Regions from separate parts of the Ovis canadensis genome. Here region 2 is linked to region 1. A link is a contact called in public Hi-C data. All regions are on one chromosome and are shown on one strand. Each heading gives the region's core, a stretch centred on a gene start, on an enhancer-like site or on the middle of the called end of the contact. The rest is flanking DNA. Distances are from core to core; before and after follow the strand shown.

What was found. A called contact is a pair of places that touch in the nucleus more often than the background predicts.
Region 2: a Hi-C map of fibroblasts shows a contact between it and region 1, with 2.3 times the contacts expected there. The contact joins two enhancer-like sites. A contact is called at or near these places in 2 of 2 Hi-C or Micro-C datasets (fibroblasts and lung).

What each region holds. Positions count from the first base shown.
Region 1 is chr3:43,733,589-43,736,849 of ARS-UI_OviCan_v2, forward strand. The region is part of intron 1 of SERTAD2 (SERTA domain containing 2); the gene reads left to right. Among named protein-coding and RNA genes, the nearest start is that of SERTAD2, 99 kb to the left of the region's middle. Within about 2 kb of position 1,758, the one cell type or tissue checked has open chromatin away from gene starts, as enhancers often do. A contact at or near this core is called in fibroblasts, where this site is marked.
Region 2 is chr3:43,769,186-43,772,446 of ARS-UI_OviCan_v2, forward strand. No RefSeq gene overlaps it. Among named protein-coding and RNA genes, the nearest start is that of AFTPH, 90 kb to the right of the region's middle. Within about 2 kb of position 1,751, the one cell type or tissue checked has open chromatin away from gene starts, as enhancers often do. A contact at or near this core is called in fibroblasts, where this site is marked.

The sequences.
Region 1 (3,261 bases), core at 508-3,007:
GATAATAGTTCGTCTCTTATGAACATACAATATCATAGAACTTCAATACCTCAAACAGTGGTGTAATTTGTAATTTCCATAGGGAGAATTCCAGCAAGTTATATAATCAACTTGCTTCATGATCTCTCTAAGGTTACCAGTGTTTTACAATTTAACGGCTCCTCCCCAATATTCTTTATGAAGTTTTCCCAAAAAACTGCCAGAAGCCATTTCTGTTCAGTGTGGAGGCAATTTCCTGTTATTACAAAGCAATTGGATTGTTGAAGGCTTTTCTATCCTAGTAAAATTCCTACTGCTAACCTTGATACTCATTGTGTGGTTGGAGATCACTTTAGGACCCCCACTGGAAATTCTGAACTACTGGCTTCTCCCAGTCCACATCTTATGACTCAGGTTGTATGTTTGTTGTGTGTGTTCTTGCTTCAGGAATCCTCCAGGGATTTTAGTCATGGATTTTGAAACATCAGTGTTACTTATATACAGACAACAACCTTTTCTTTATACAATATTTCCAGATTTTGAACCATAGCATAATATAGTGTGGTCTTGGCAGGGCTCTTGGCTTGCCAAGCAGTGTCCTATGGAGACCTGAATTAGGGAACAGTCTTGGAAATGTGTATACTTTGAGATCTGTAGATAGAAATTGTGGTGAATAATCAGAATTCAGGAGTGCCTGTTGCTCTCCTGCGCCCCCTTGTGGTTAGATGTGATACTCTTTCAAAGCTCAAGAGGAGCTCCAACTTGTAGTGGGCATGCTTGTTTACAAAGAGCATTTATAGCGTTTTCTGAGTAAAATAGCCTATCAAGTTAATATCATAGTTCTCACTGAGGGTGTAAATAGTTCATTGTGTTTGTTTGACTTTTTCTAAATTTGTAGAATTTAAAAAATATGTATTGATGTGTGTGTACATGTTTTACCTTTTTCTTATGGAAAATTCCAAACACACTCAAAAATAGAGTACAGTGCATCCCCTTGTGCTCATCATTGGGCTTTAACAGTCATCAATATTTTGTCAGTCTTGTTTCATCTTCATGGTCTTTTTTTTTCTAGAGTATTTTAAAGCCTATTCCAGGCTTAGAATCTTTTTTTTTTTTGCTTATCTTAAATTTAGAAACTGTATAATTCGGCTCAGTCTTTTGCTTTAGGTGTGCAGTGCTTTTAGTCAAAATTGTTACGTAAACTAAGGATTGTAAACATCCTCAGTATCTTTGGAAGGTGACTGATGTCCCTAGCTTCCTAAGAGTTAGGTCTAAAACCTAAAGTTCCCAGCTGGCTGAGGAACCAGTAAGACAGGATATTAGAAATATTTTCTATTACTTAACAGTTACAGTCTAAAAAACCTGTTTCTTTACAATGTTTATTAACAAGGCCATAATTTATTCCTAAGAAATATTCACTTGAAATATTATCTCGCAGGATTTGTTTGCTAAATGCAGTTATCAACATTTGAAAATGTCCTTTTCTTTTTCCAAGAGGAAAGGTTATGTTTGACAAACCAGTCAGAAACCGTCTGCAATTTCATAGAAGTAGATAAAAGTCCTAGGAGGGAAGGCAAGAGTTTCTTACATCCCCAAACAGTAAAAGCTGTTGACTTCGAGGTTGACTTCCTGGCCGAATTTCGGTTTGTCTCCAGGCTTTAAGACGCTGTCGAGAAAGCCCGGGGATTGTTCGCTGCGGGACCCGTCCGACTGGAGTCTGATCGCGGATGCGCGGCCGCGCGCTACCCGCGGCAGAGAGCGCCGCCAGGAGAGCCCGGGGAGGCGCCTCCGCAAACAGTGGTGTCGGGTTACAGCCTCGGAGCCGCGCCGAGCGCGCCTAACTGGCTAGATCTAGTGACTGGCTTCATAATTACATTGCTGATTTGTTAGGGAAGGCTTTGTCTTACTTAGCAATTAGCATGGATGTTACTGCAGGGACCTCATCCTGGATGAGCTTGGGCTTAAAAAAAGAAAAAGAAAAAAGAAAACTTCCCCGATAGGGGCAGCTTTAGGGGTTCAGTTACTCACCCTCCCTTGTCTTCTGGGAGTAAACACTCAGAGGCTTTCTCCCTGTTGGAATTTTGCCCGTGTTTCTGCCATTCCCGGAGGCCGGAAGCAGTCGCTTTGGGGTCTGCAGGCAGCCTCGGGGAGTGCTGACCCCCGCATGGCCTCCCGGAGGCTCACCCCCAGGAACTGGGGAACTGCACGGGTCACAGTGCATGGAACACCCCCGCTGGCAGATCCTTGCAGGCACCCCACTTTCTTTTTAAAATTAATTTATTTTAATTGGAGGATAATTACAATATTGTGATGCTTTTTGCCATACATCAACATGAATCAACCATGGGTATACATATGTGTTCCCCCCATCCTGAACCCCCTCTCCCACTTCCCTACCCACTATCCCTCTAGGTTGTCCCAGAGCACTGGCTTTGGGAGTACCCCACTTTCTGTCAGCTCTCTCCCAGATCTGCCAGCATCCCCCCGCCCATGTCCCTTCAGGGTGTCCTAAGTCGTGTCCCCCAACCCCCACCCCGTGGCTTCTGCTGTTACCTGGGGGAGGAAGGATGTCAAAAGCATAGCCATTATCAGATTCCTGAATGTTGGATGTTTATTAAGGTGTAATATTTTAACAGTATAGAAAGTTGTCTAAGGGAACCTGGCTTCCCCTGTGGAACAAGGAGGGGGCCTCTCCTTCCTGCCCGGGAGGTGCTGTGTGACCAGCTGACAAAAGAGCTCTTCCCAGAGTTCGCCGGAGGCTGGTGGCAGGCATCCTGGTCAGGAGCAGGGGCTCTCCACTTGGACCACCTCAAGAGCAGGACCCAAAGCATACCCTAAGGCAGGCGTCAGAGGGGAGAGATGAGAATATTCTGTGTTTCAGAAGTTGTCTCACCGGCATTTGTAGCCAGCCTCTCTCCTGCTCTGGAGAGACTGTCACCCACTCAGTAGTTTTGCCAGGGGCAACTTCTTTCTTCTTCCACTGCCCCCGAAAGAAACTGAAAGTGTGCGCGTGTTTCCATTTACAGGACTTTAACTTTGGGTTTGGCGGCTCAGGATGTCTGAATGAGGAAATAGCTTCTGCTAGCCTGCTTGAAGACACTCGTCACACATCATAGCTTCTTTTTTCTTCAAACTGGGTAGCTCTGTGAGGGAAAGTCATCATTCTGAGTCATTAGCGTTACTGTGAACGCCTCGTTTTTATGGTTTTTAGTGTTAGCATGGGCACTGCTGGACCCTTCAGCAGCCCGTAGTCACCAGCAGTCACACAGGACGGTGTGGTTG
Region 2 (3,261 bases), core at 501-3,000, 36 kb after region 1:
TCCCACTGTATAATCATAAGGGATTTGATTTAGGTCATAACTGAATGGTCTAGTGGTTTTCCCTACTTTCTTCAATTTAAGTCTGAATTTGGTAATAAGGAGTTCATGATCTGAGCCACAGTCAGCTCCTGGTCTTGTTCTTGCCTGGAGACAAGAGGAACCTGGCGGGCTACAGTCTGGGGTTGCAAAGAATAGGACACAGCTAAGCAACTAATACCTTCACCTTCATATTTCTACTCAGACAAATAATACACATTTTGCATGAAGTAGACATCTTCCAATGCCATTTTCTATGATGCTTTTTTTTACCTCATGAACAATTCCCATGATATTAGAAATTCTTTGAAAATGGTATTTTTGATGGCTGTAGATTGTTCTCTCATGTGATTGTGCCCTTCCTGTTTAAAGCACTCCCATATTGTTGTAATTCCTTTACAGCCTATTTGATTATTCCTATAGGAGAAATGCCTGAAATGGAATTGTTGGGACAAAGAGAAAGGATATTTCCAAGGCTCCTGACACATCACAGTTAGCTCTGAACAAACCCTTGCTCTATCAAACCCTCTCCCAACACCACTCACCCAGATTTACTTAACTACCAGCTGGAGGGCCCAGTCCCCCAGGGTCCACCTTCTTAATTTCAGCTCCCCTTGCTTTTTCAAATGGTCAGAAGCAGGGCGGAGGGTCCTGTGAGATGGAACCTGAGAGAGCTGGCCAATCTATGCCCGAGTTTCCCCCCATTCTCACCTGTACTCCTTTGGGTTAAGGACTCAGAAGTCATGACTGCAAATGGATTTGTAGATGGAGACAGCCCCACTGAGCCATGGCCCCTAGGCTCAACTTCGTCACTATATTAACAGCTGAGACCTGGGCCTCAGGGGTTGGGCCCAAAGGTATGCATGTTTTTAATTTTACTGAAGACATTATGTAAACATATTAAGGAATATTCTGGGGGAAACAGATAAAATATGACTATAGCTTTTTCCTTTTCCCACAGTTTTCAAGGTCAGGAAAGTAGTTCTCCTTATGAAATGAGAATAATCTTTAGTGAGCCTTTAGATCAGTATCTTCAAAAGTGTTCCACAATTTCTTGGATGGGTTTTCATTCAGTTTATAAATGACATCCATAAAGCAATGGTCCTGGTTCTCTAGCACAGGGCTGGATATATGAGCCTCCAGGGGCTGTGAGCATCTCAGAGGCCAGGGACAAGACAGCCGGAGTGCTTTTTCCACCTCCACTGTGAACAACTTGGGATTTAATCTAAAAAGACGCTAAGGGGATCAATTCTTTGAAATAATTCGTGTCAATTTCCAAGTCACTCCGGGTCATCATCCAGGAAAGACAATTTTTAGTACGGAAATCCAGGTCTGCCTATGGGAACAGGTCTTCCCCCTCCCTCACCAGTCACTACTCAGCAGAGGCCGATGGCTGCGAGAAACAGCCGGCTACCTGAGGGCTCCGAGACAGGGAGACAGGATCGCTGCCTCAAGGAGGGAGGGTCTGCCCTCCCTCCGAGCTGGACGGGGCGGTGTCCCTGCTCCAGAGCCGCGGGTCTCAGACTTCGCGACCGTGCGGGTCAACGGCAGGGCCCGCGAACACAGCGCGCGGGGTCCAGAGACCAGTGCTGGCCCGGGAGTCTGCCTTTGCAAGTTCAAGCTCCGAGGGCGGGGGAGGCCGATGCTGCTGGTCCCGGGGCCACACTTGAGAGGACGGCCGCCCGGGAGCTCGGAGGGAGGGACCCAGGGGCGCGCCCCAGGGAGGCGGGCCAGGCTCTCGCCCCAGGGCCCCTGGGAAGGGAAGCGGCGGAGGAGGCCGGAACCGCGGGCGGCGGCGCGGCGACTTGGGCCGGGTGACACGGGGGCGGCGGGCGCCTGGGCGGCGGGGGGCCTCTCCGGCCACCCAGGGCGCGGCGGCCGGGCCTCCCTCCCCGGGCCCCGGGGCAGCTCCGGGGCGCCCCGCGCGGCTTCCCCGGCCTCCGCGCCCACCGCGCCGCAGGAAGACAAAGGCGCCACGGAGGACGCAACTGCGGCGTCCCTCCTGACCGTCCAGACTGCCCGGGCCCCTGCCTCTCAAACCCGTCCACCTCCGTGGCTGCCTGTCGCTAGTGCTGGGCTCCCCTCCAGCTCACGGAGGGAGGGAAAGAGAGACCGCTCCACGTCCAGCCCCGATGGCCCGTCTGCCCGCCCCCGCACAGAGAGCCACCGTCTAGAGCCCCAGGTTCTGTCTCCGGAGCGCCTTCTCATAGCCATGCGGCCTTTAACAGCCCACTTCACTTCCCTGGTCCCAGTTTCTCCTTGTGTAAAGCAACTGGGTTGGAAGGGGTAGTTTCTGAACTTCCGTCCCCCTCGAGAGAGCTACCTGTCCACCTCGACCTGTGAGTGGCAGGTGGTGGGAGGGGGTGGGTGTAGGGAGAAGAGGGTTGAAGCCCTGGGGAGCTGGAAGGTGGTGGAGGAGAGGAGGCCCAAGGGGCCCCTTAGGTACCTTGGCCAGCTTGCCCCCCCTCCACCCCCCCTCCACCCCTCCTCCCACTCTTCTTGGCTTCCAAGAGTAGACTGGCAGAGCCCCTACCCCAGGGAAGGCCCCCGTGGGAATCCCCTGGCTCTCTGGGTGCTGGTTTGCAGCCACTGTTTGCCAGAGGATGAGGGAAGGAACAGGAAGGAACGTGCAGGCTGAACTGGAAGAGCCAGCTGGGCCAGAGGCAGTCCTTACTGTACCTCACACCTGAGGCTGAAGCTTTGCTTGGCCATGTCCCCTGCACCTGCCCTGCTGGACCCTGGGGAGACCCGGTCTGGGCACACCGCTGTCACCAGGCTGAGAGCTCCGGAGCAAAATGTCTAGTAGCTTTTAGCTTTGAGGCTGCACACATATGCTCCTAAGACTGTGTGGAAATGACATTATTTTCAGCTTAAATCTATCTTCCTGTAGATTTACTCAGTGGGTTCAAAGATGCTAGTTCTTAATTTACAAGCTCAGAGGCAGCTTCCAGCACATTAACCTCAAGGCCTTCACGTCCTCCCCAACCCACTCCTGCTCCCCTCTGCAGGAAGGAAAGCTCCCACAAAATGTCCAGATGTTTCAGAGCAGTATATAAGACGGTCTGGTTGCAAGTGGCAGAAATGCCTCTTAAAGATGTATGAACCTATGAAATATATACATCTAGACAGTATTTCATATGCATATTTTTCTTCAGTTCAGTTCAGTCACTCAGTCTTGTCCAACTCTTTGTGACCCCAAGGACTGTAACACGCCAGGCTTCCTTG